3 separate regions of the Mus musculus genome follow, and regions 2 and 3 are each linked to region 1. The links are chromatin contacts, called in public Hi-C and HiChIP or PLAC-seq maps. All regions are on one chromosome and are shown on one strand. The core of a region is the stretch at or near the end of the contact, and the rest is flanking DNA. Distances in the headings are between cores, read along the strand shown. Region 1 holds the start of Ptgfrn (prostaglandin F2 receptor negative regulator). Region 2 overlaps Igsf3 (immunoglobulin superfamily, member 3). Region 3 holds the start of Vtcn1 (V-set domain containing T cell activation inhibitor 1).

Region 1 (3,210 bases), core at 470-2,969:
GAGGGATGGAATCCAAAACCTGGCAAAGATAAACAAGCACAGAGCTACAACCCTAGGCCCCCAAGGGCATCCTTTTTAAACTTCTACCTCACGCTACCCTCTCAACTGGTACATCCACAGACTACACACTGACCACTCTAGGGAGAGTCAGTCACATAAACCACAAAGTGAGTAGCAGATGGGAGTGGTGCCCCAGGAATCTGTGCAACCATAGGCCATGGCCCTGCCTGACCCAGACGTATAAGCCAATTAAATGGTGGCGACTGTCCCCAGCAATATGCAACAAATACACAACTTGCAAAGACTGATGCCTGGCAGATCAGAAACCACAGAAGACTATTGGATGTTTTCTGTACATGGGTTGTGGCTGGAGAATTATGTCTAGGGGAGTTCTTAGAGGGAGTCATTTCCAGAAAACCCCTCGGAGGTGAAGTATCACAGTAGCAGCCAGAAAGGCTAGTTCACAGGCAGCCAGGACTCATGGGGAGCTGGGACAGTAAAGTCCTAATGCCAGCAGAAGGGGAGTGGTGGCAGGAGGTCCCCACGGGGATCCTCACACCATCAGAAGTGCAGTCATTTAGCCCCTGTGCAGCTGAGGCCAGGCTGGGATAGGCAACACACACCACGTGCTCTGGGAAAGCTTGAGATACATCGTCTGCAGGGGCTTGGAAGGGAACCCAGGGCTGGGTCTGGAATTCTGCTTGTCCTAGATGCCACTGGTCACAGGGAACCACGCATATAACCACACTTGGGGATCTGCCTTCCTGAACCAAGGCAGGCATTAAATAAATACATCAAGTGGCTGGTTAAGATCACCCTGTGTATCTATGTGAAGATGGTGTCTGTGTAAGGAGTGAATGGAAAATGGAGGGGGGGGGAGCCCAGGAAAGATTCCTTAGGTGGGTGAGGGGATACTGGGCCAAACCACTGAGAGACACCAAGGGTTTCCAGAGGGTAAAGGAGAAGGGGGCAGTAACGAGGGAAGTAACAGGTAGAAAAGTTGGAAAAGCTGGGCTCTCGGGTCTTTGTGTATAAATCCGAGCCTAGCTAGCTTCAGGAGACGCTGGAAGGCAACACTGAGGCAGATTTGGCTAGATGGCAGGGATGGTACAAGACTGTCACAGTAACGCTGGGCTACCCAGTGACCTTCGTGGAAGGAAGTTGGATTCTCTTGCTTCCCTGGAAAAGCAACTCAGCATGGGCTAGCGAATGAAGAGCGATCCCGACCGGCCTCGGCTATGGCGGGACACAGCAAAGGCTCACATTTCCGCCCAGCCGGGTACGCGGGCCGGGGCCGCCCGCACCTTCCGGGGCCGGGAGTTCAAGGTGAGCCCGGCTCACGGTGGCCAACAGGTAGAGAGCGCTGTGGGAGAACCGGCCACGAGCCACTCCCCCGGCACACGTGAGGACCCGGCTCGGTCAGGCCGGGCGGCTCCGGCTACTGGGAGCGCGGGCCCAGGAGGATGTGCACCGGGCTCAGATCGGCCCCACATCGCTCCCCGCCCGGCCGGCGGCCCGGCGCTCCGGATCCCGGTCTCCCGGGAGCCGCCCCGGGCGCCCCGGGTGCCCCAGGCCCCGAGCGGCAGCCGCGCCCCCCCGGGACCCAGCGCCCCACCGCGCCCCGCCGCGCCCCACGCGCACTCACCCAGCGACAGGAGCGCCAGCAGCAGCGGCCTCGGCGCCGGGCGCCCCATGCTCGGCCGGCGGGAGCGACTCTCCGCCTCCTCCTCCTTCCCCGCCGCCGCTCCTCCTCCTCCTCCTCCAGCTCCGGCTGCTCCAGAGTCGGCTGCTCCGCCGGGCCGCGCGCCTGCTCCGCTCTCCCCGCTGGCCGAGCGAGCCCAGCGCCGGCGCGGACGTGCGCACCTGGCTCGTCGCGGCCCTCCTCCTCCTCCTCTCCCGCCCTCCGCCAGCCGCCGGGCCCCGGAGCCGGCCTCGCCGATCCCAGGGCGCAGCAACCCGGACCGCCTCCCGAAAGCAAAAGGGAAGAGCCGTGGCGTCCGCCCGCCCGCGCCTCCCACCCGGCGCTTTGCCAGCAACAAACACAAACTTTCCCAAGCCCCTCCCCGCTCCAGGTAACGGAGGAGGCGCTGGGGCCACCCGCTTAAAGGGGAGGAGACGCCCGAGCCCACTCAGCCTTCCCCTCGGGCCCCCAGCCCTCGAAAAACTTTCCTCCGACCTTTAAAAGTTGGCCTGGAAGACTTGTCTGGAAACCTCATCTTTTGGGCCCTATCCCGGGACGCCCGGCATTCCTTCGCGGTGGAATCCCCACGAGTGTCTCGCAGCCAGCAACCCACACGTACACCCTCTGGTCTCCAGCTAAGCATGCCACCAGCCACCTGCTTAGCCCTTGCTAAAAATAATTACACAGATAGGAATGAAAGAGCTTCAAAGGCAGTGAATTCCCACCCCCTCATGGTCCAGAGGCCTGATGTGCTTGGGAGAGTTGGCAAGGGACTCTCAGCCAAGCATCAAATTCAACAAGGCTCTCTAACCCACCACCCTGTAGTTGGGTGGGCCTGCCTCCTTCCTGGCCCACCTCCCTCCTCTCCAGGGTCCCTGTGGTACTAATTAGAACAACTTCCAACTAAGGTACCCATAAAAGAAAAGAAAAAAAAGAAAAGAAAAGAAAAGAAAACCCACACCATCTATTATTAGCCGTAGTGCTTCAAATGGTATGTCTGCCGCCTGAGACTATATTCATTGCTTTAAGTGGACACAACTGGGTTTCCATTAAAGACTCTTTTTCCTCCCACAATAGAGTTTTGTGCTTTGGATTTGAATACAAAAGACTCCACAGCTCTGGGGGGAAAATCAGCGTTCCTTGTTTAAAACGTCCCAAGGATGAATCAGACATTCAGAAAGGCTCACTGGTATCCAGTGACCCCCTCCGTCGCCCGGGCCTTTCATTAATATATGTAAAACAAATCACAGATGTTCCTGGGGAAACTGCCTTCTCTGGTGCAGAACATTAAGCTTGTTCTGATTTCCACAAGCGTTTCTCGTTTCTGCCAACTGACATGCGACTGACTGGCCAGGTGTGAACCCTTCCGAAAGAGACTCCTAAAATTGTATTCCCAGCCAGGCGTGGTGACCTCCACTGCACTCTGTAGGTAGAGGCAGGATGGGCTCAAGGTCATCCGTCCCTGGCTTCAAACAGAGATCAAGGCCGGCTTGGGCTACAGGAGACCCTGTTTCAAAAGACCAAAATAA
Region 2 (3,210 bases), core at 292-2,791, 350 kb after region 1:
AGCAGACGTTGCCCATGGCAGGGTCGGGTCAGGGGAGCCCTCTGGGCTTTTCCTCATTGCTTCGTGCTCTGTGATTGGACAGGCGACAGCACCTGAACTCTGCAGTTTCTCTGCAGGAGCCAGTCAGACCTGGAACTTGTTGGAAGCTTCCGGTCGAGGTGATGGTTGCCTCTGGGCGGCAGCCCTGGTTAGCTGATCACACCCAGGTGTCATGATGCCAACATCCTAGGTTCCTAGTTTTTGGTTTTGGTAACTTAGTGCGTAGCTCCAGGTGCCGCATCTACTCGCCAATCTAACTCATGTTCTCAGATCGGTGCTATGGGGTTTCCTGTGCTGTGTAATGTACTCTTTTAAGCCCCTTGGGTCCTCTCCTTTTGGATCCCATAATGTTGTGGAAGAGTTTCTCTCACAACTGATAAGCAAGAGGAAGACGCCTTCATAGTAACAAGGATTCTCTTCCAAGACATTTTTGTTTTTGCACATTTGAAAATGCCACCCGTGGATCAAAATATACCCAAACATTTTTTCTTTTTTTTTCTTTTTTTTTTTTTTTTTTTTTTTACTTTCTTAGCAAGACTTGAAAAATATGTGTAGCGTGGGCCCAATTTGTATCTTATCTCTTCCTTCAGCCGGAGTTGTTGGAACCACTTTATAGTCAAGATGAAAGCATTGAATTTCGCTTCAAAGGACTGACTGCACATGTGCAGAAGAAACCCTGCAGGACCCTATTAGGAGCAGATGGTGGCCAGCCAACCAGTCCGTCAGGGAGGCAAAAAGGCTCAGTCCCATCATTGCCAAAAAAGAAAAAAAAAAAAATAATAATAAACGAGCCAACCTGAAGGAAGGGTCAAGGGCTCCAGGCGGCACCCAGTTTCTGAGGGTTGCCCTGATCAAAGGCAATGACTGGGGATGAGGGGGGGACGGGTGGTTGTTGGCTTGGCTTTGGCAAGCTTGGTCTCTTGACTTACCCCTGGGCAGGTAGCTTTCTTCTGTAGGTGCTTTGCCAAATTTTCAAGGGGACATGTCTAGTGAAGCCTGAAGGGGCTGCCCTGAGTGGAGGGAGCATTATGGCCAAAGTGGCCCCTGTGCACAGGCCCAGTGGAGTGTGCTGAGCTGCTACACTGAGCTTAGCAGAGTGGAGCGTGGGAGGGCGTCTTAGAGCCTGGTTGAGAGGTTGGAGGAGTGCTTCCCTCTGTCTTCCTTCCAGTGAGCCTTTCCTCGGAGACGGTGAGGGCATCCTTATCCATCGCAGCTCTTCCCGAATCTCAGTGCCATGGAGATATTGTCCTCGGATAGGACCAGGCACAGCCCTTTGCCATTCTTGTTGTCCCCCTGCTTTCAGCAGACAACTCAGAACAGGAGCTGTCACTTTCCTTTGTTAGAGTGTGTGTGTGTGTGTGTGTGCGTGCGCGCGTGTATGTTTATGTTGTTTGGTTGTACTGGTGGCTTTTAATTTTCAGCCCCCAAATCTGAACTCCACTGCCTCCACTCTGTTAAGCCAGATGCTTAGCTGCCCTGGAGCCTCATCAATTGTAAATCCTCCCTTTTGTCACTCTGAGGGTCTCGTGACCCCTCTCTTCCCCATCCTTCAGTGGCCACATCTTCTCTGGGGAATTTGCATCCTGAGTCCCAAGAGAGAGCCCCTTGGCAAAAGGTACCCAGGATTGTGGAAGTAAATTTAAGGAGTGATTTCTGCAAAGCCTTGTCCTGAGAATAAACAGACAACACAAAGGCTGCAGGACTTCCAGGTCATTGGGCCAGGCTGTTATGGATCCTTCCGAGGAGTCTGCTAGGTGTGGGCCGTGTGCTGAGCAGAGAGGGCAGGAGGCAAGATGCAGCCTGACAATCCTTCCTGGCCCTCTTGTTCTCTGAGAAGTGTCCAGGCAGCGCCACCTTAATCCTCCTGTGCCTGCCCTGCTGATTCTCATTTTTGCTGCACGAACACATCAGAGGGACCAAATTGGCTCAGTCACGAAGAAAGAATGTCTTTTGTTCTGTTCCTTCGATTCATGGGTGTGGGCTCTTGGTGGGTAGTTGCTGACTCCTGAGTTTTAGGCTGAGTCAATGAGGGAAGATTGACGCCAGAGGGCTGGCCTGGATTAAGATTTCAGATCAGCTCTGTAGCAGCAGAAGACTCAAGTAAATATGCAAAGCAACCGCAGGACGTTTGCAAGGAGCAAAGAAATCTATGTCAGTATTTTAACAACCGTTTTTTGCGTGTATTTTCTGCAGGGCTGGGGTATGCAATCAAAGTTTAAACTCTGAGCTTTCTATGAAAACAAAACAAAACAAAACAAAAACAAAAAAACAGAAAAGAAAAAGAAAAATCCAAAACCCTCAGGACCTCTCTGTGGCTGGGTCTATGGACATGTGTTGTCGGATAAATGGTGATGGCGCCCTCAAGTGGCTAGAAGGCTTCACTGCATATTGTCTGTTGAGGCTTTTGTCCTCCGAGATCAGAGTACTCAAGAGAGACTCCTGACATCTGTCCTCTCCAGTGTCACATTTATGAGCATCTCCACTGTGCTAGGCCTGTCCCAGGACACTATATGACCACACCCTCTCTCATCGGTGTGTTTCTGTAGCAAGTCTTCATATTTGTTTCCAACAATGGTGTCTCTGCGTTCATGTTGAAGACAGAGATGGGGTAAGAAGACTATCCGTGCATGAAGTAGAGAACTGTTGGTTTGTTTCTTTTTTTTTTTTTAAAGGAGAAGCTATTTGTAAGCCACTGCACAAAGACGTTTTATATACACTGCAGAGACCTGTAGTAAATTATGTTGACAATACGCTGTTTACATTTTCTGGAGTCTGATGGCCTCCTACCCCTCACTGAAGCAGCCACCTCCTGCTGTGGGACTGTGCTCAGTGGGTGGCCTGGAGTTTTGCTCTTGGCACTGATGTACCAGATTCAAGTTTTACACGCTGTAGCTTTTCTATGCATGCCCTCACCCAACCTAAATTATGTTTTTTTGTATAAATGATAAAAAAAAACTTTCTCAAGACACTTTTGCCACATGCTGAAATGTATCACAACTCTACACCTACCAGTTAAGAGTGCAGCCCTGGAGCTGTGACACAGGTGCCCCCCGGGCCTGCTAGGCAGACTGGGAAGCTGGCTTTGCTATGGGTTATGTGACTAGTTTTCCTTTGGTGGGAAATTTGGGGTAAGAAGACACCAGTGAGAATAGCCTTCCAGCTCACAGGGCC
Region 3 (3,210 bases), core at 472-2,971, 280 kb before region 1:
CATCTCCCCCAGACCCCTGTGTTTGGAGTTGTCTTGTTTCCTTCCAGGACCTTCCTCAGACCTTAGCGATGACATGTGGTGGCTGGAGGAGTGTTGGAGGTGGAGCCGCTCCTTTCAGAGCTCATCGAGTGGTTGGACCTTTGTGCTCTTGCTCAGAATGTATAGATCTAAGGAAACTATGGCCTCTAGGGACCTCAGCTTCCTGAACCCTGGAAGGACCCATCTTCATGGACACTGCATAGGTTCCAGGGTGTTGCTCTTTGCTTATTTCAGGGAGAGGACAAGCACAGGGGGCCTCTTCTAAACCTGCTAACTCCCTAAGGGACGCTTCAGAGCACTGGTTCTCAACCTGCCATCATAACCCCTAGGAGGGGCCATGTATCAGACAGCCTGCATATCAGGTATTTACATCGGGATTCATAACAGTAGCAAAATTACAGTTATGAAGTAGCAATGAAAATAATTGTGTGGTTGGGGTCAGCACAATACAAGGAACAGTATTAAAAGGTCATAGCATTAGGAAGGCTGAGAACCCCTGCTTTAGAGAAAGGCAAAGTGTTCTTGAGACCACCCAGGAAATCAACCTCCCTGTGCTTGACTGCCAAGCTCAGTCCTCTCTTCTGAAGTTTTCTCCTCTTGCCACTCAGTCTTCTCTCCTTCTCAGCTCCACTCTCTGCTGGTTCCCAAAGTCCCTGACCCATTCTGGGTTGGCCATAGAAGGCCTGGGAAAGTTACCTAATCATCAAAGGCATTCATTCCCCTTCCAAGGGTAGAAGAGGTACGCAGGAAGCAAGCTTTATTCTTTTCAAAGCATCCTAGGTTGTGATCCCAGTGCTCAGGGGCTGAGGCAGGAGGATTGATAGAAGTATGAGGTAGCCTGGGCTACAATTGTGAAACTAGTAAGTTTCAAGCCAGCCAGCCAGGGCTACAGTGTGAGACCCATTTCAAAGACAGGAGGGAGGGAGGGAGGGAGGGAGGGAGGGAGGGAGGGAGGGAGGGAGGGAGAGAGAGAGAGAGAGAGAGAGAGAGAGAGAGAGAGAGAGCTGCCTTGCCATGAAATTCAGAATGCTATCCACTCACCTTGAATAATTTTCTGTGCAATATATTCTCAACATCTCTGGAACCTCAAAGCAGCATTAAGAAATGGGAGTAGGGACAGGTCCCCTCACCCTCTCCCTGAAAGGAAATCAGATCTCCTCACTTAGCTTTGTCAGAGTTCTTCAACACCAGGGCACACCAGGGTTCTTGTAGCTTCAGCTCATGGCCTCTCTGTGAGTACACCAGCAGAAATTGAACGTAGAGAATGATTCTAGGGGAGGCATGGGGGGGGGGGGCACAACCTAGTCTGCTGTCTCAGGTCAGCACCAGCAGGGATCAGATGCATGAGAGAGAAACTCTATCACGGGTGACCCAGCCAAGGTCTGAGGTCAACACCAGCAGGGATCAGCATTTCTACCAACCCTGCAGCTTCCTGGAATTCCTCAGACAGTGAGTTTAGATCCTCCTTGTGGCCTTGTGCAATTGAAAGATAGCGACCTGTATGAATTCAAGCCCCGAGGTAGAGACTGGGAAACTTCTCCTCACCCTTTCACAGGTCAGGGCCTAGAAAGGCATCCCTGGGCCTTGGCTTCACGGAGCTATTTCCTCATACCTGAGCCGTCCACAGCTACATGCACCCCTCCCAGCCTGCACTATTTAAAGACAGCACAAAGGAACCCGATGTGAGTCACAACACCCAGGAGGGCAGCAGCAGGCAGGCAGCTCCACTCACCAAAATCTGGCCCCACACACAGCAGGACTGTGGGAAGGAACTCCCTCTCCATGGCTTCCTTGGGGCAGATCATCTTTTGGAGGTAATCCTCTCTCTCTCTCTCTCTCTCTCTCTCTCTCTCTCTCTCTCTCTCTCTCCCTAAATTGAGAACAGGGGTGGGGTCTTTGGGAGGTGCTAAGAACCTGTGGGCTGTGCTACAGGGTCACACTTGCACTTTATCCGGTCCAGCACTGGGAGAGGAAGAGGTTAATAAGCAACTTTAGCAGCCCTGAGCAACTGCCCAGACTCAGGGAAGGTTCTGGTAGGTGATTTCTTTCTTATGAAAGACTCATCCCTACTAAGGCAGCTGTGGACTGAAAACTGTGTGTTCCACACTGAGGACTCAGCTGAGATGTTCAGGCACAGTAAACCCAGTTCATGGAGCTGCAGAGGTTGGATGGAGAGCAGGGCTGGTGGTGAGCAGGCAGGCAGACAGACAGACGTGTTTCAACACTTTCCTGTGGGCATACTGTCTCTGCAGTCTCACACTAACACCCAGCTCCAGCCCAATCTCGGCTGCAAGGTGGGGGTCCCTCATTTTCCCAGGAGAGCCCAGAAAGGACACCCTGATGGTTATTGCTACATAACCCACTAGACAAATTAAAATAAAATACAATAAAAAGACGCATGCCCACCTGCCGCCTACTGTTCCTCAGCTATACTCCAGGTTCCCCGTTAGGACATCATTTACCTTTCTGATTGAAAAGAGATGGAAAATGAAAGGATTTTGTTGTTGTAGTTGTTGTTGTTGATGGTGATGGTGGTGGTGGTGGTGGTGGCGGCCTGGCCCATCCTCCAATCTCCTTCTCCCCCACTAGGAAATAGATGATGATTTCAGTGTCAGTCCTAACTCATTAACAGTTTTTAGGAAGACACACATGCTGGTTCTAGGGGTTGTTTGAAGACCCAGTCTTCCAATTTCATGTGCCTCTTCCAGTTAAGAAAAGAAAAGGAGGGTGAGGTGGCAGAAAGGAGAGTGATTAACAATGAAAAGTCTGTAAAGAACATCACTTCCCACACAGCCTAGAAAATTCCTCCCTTAAAAGAGAACTCCACCTCCCTCACTCATGTTCAGCAAGAGGCGGGGCAGAGGCTCTGCAGGATCAGCAGAGAGGGGCTCTGGACAGCACCCCTCCCTCACTGTGCTGGGCCAACGCCCTGAGGAGCAACAGGTGTCAATCATCTTTGTCCAGAAGCCTCAGCCTGTCTGGATGGCAGTCGGAAGCACCCGTGTCAGGAGCTAGCATTTTGAAAGCACCAGCATACTAGGTACTTTGTTGGCGTCTTGAATCTCATTACCCCTTGTAAAGGCTCTTCATAGCCCTGAAGCTATATACATAAGGGGTGGGGCAGCTTTAAACCCACTCTCTGAGAACCCTCTGAGGAGCTTGCTCCTGTTC

Evidence for each region. Hi-C and Micro-C count contacts between places; a contact is called where the count stands out from the background. HiChIP or PLAC-seq counts read pairs in DNA pulled down with a chosen protein or histone mark.
Region 2: a Hi-C map of adipose-derived mesenchymal stem cells shows a contact between it and region 1, with 2.3 times the contacts expected there. The contact joins the enhancer-like site here to the promoter of Ptgfrn in region 1. A contact is called at or near these places in 5 of 39 promoter capture datasets (the 3T3-L1 cell line, the C10 cell line, cranial neural crest and 2 more), 4 of 484 Hi-C or Micro-C datasets (the HPC-7 cell line, adipose-derived mesenchymal stem cells, embryonic fibroblasts and 1 more) and 1 of 115 datasets of contacts at active chromatin or transcription factors (astrocytes).
Region 3: a FOXA1 HiChIP or PLAC-seq map of pancreatic cancer cells shows a contact between it and region 1. The contact joins the promoter of Vtcn1 here to the promoter of Ptgfrn in region 1. A contact is called at or near these places in 1 of 39 promoter capture datasets (hippocampal neurons), 1 of 115 datasets of contacts at active chromatin or transcription factors (pancreatic cancer cells) and 1 of 9 other capture datasets (pancreatic islet).

What each region holds. Positions count from the first base shown.
Region 1 is chr3:101,108,447-101,111,656 of GRCm38.p6, forward strand. Ptgfrn (prostaglandin F2 receptor negative regulator) reads right to left here and starts at 1,720. Exons shown (of 9, transcript NM_011197.3): 1 at 1,646-1,720. The coding sequence starts at 1,694. Gm52612 reads left to right here and starts at 520. Exons shown (of 1, transcript XM_030252967.1): 1 at 520-3,210. The coding sequence starts at 1,464. The coding sequence ends at 2,105.
Region 2 is chr3:101,460,055-101,463,264 of GRCm38.p6, forward strand. Igsf3 (immunoglobulin superfamily, member 3) reads left to right here. Exons shown (of 11, transcript NM_207205.2): 11 at 1-3,006. Among named protein-coding and RNA genes, the nearest start is that of Gm40109, 46 kb to the right of the region's middle. Within about 2 kb of position 1,542, at least 58 of the 459 cell types and tissues checked have an H3K27ac peak or open chromatin away from gene starts, as enhancers often do. A contact at or near this core is called in adipose-derived mesenchymal stem cells, astrocytes, embryonic fibroblasts and 1 more, where this site is marked.
Region 3 is chr3:100,823,738-100,826,947 of GRCm38.p6, forward strand. It overlaps Vtcn1 (V-set domain containing T cell activation inhibitor 1), which reads left to right and starts at 1,722. Exons shown (of 6, transcript NM_178594.3): 1 at 1,722-1,853. The coding sequence starts at 1,822. It overlaps Gm32720 (a long non-coding RNA gene), which reads right to left and starts at 2,831. Exons shown (of 3, transcript XR_375902.2): 1 at 2,502-2,831; 2 at 1,081-1,269.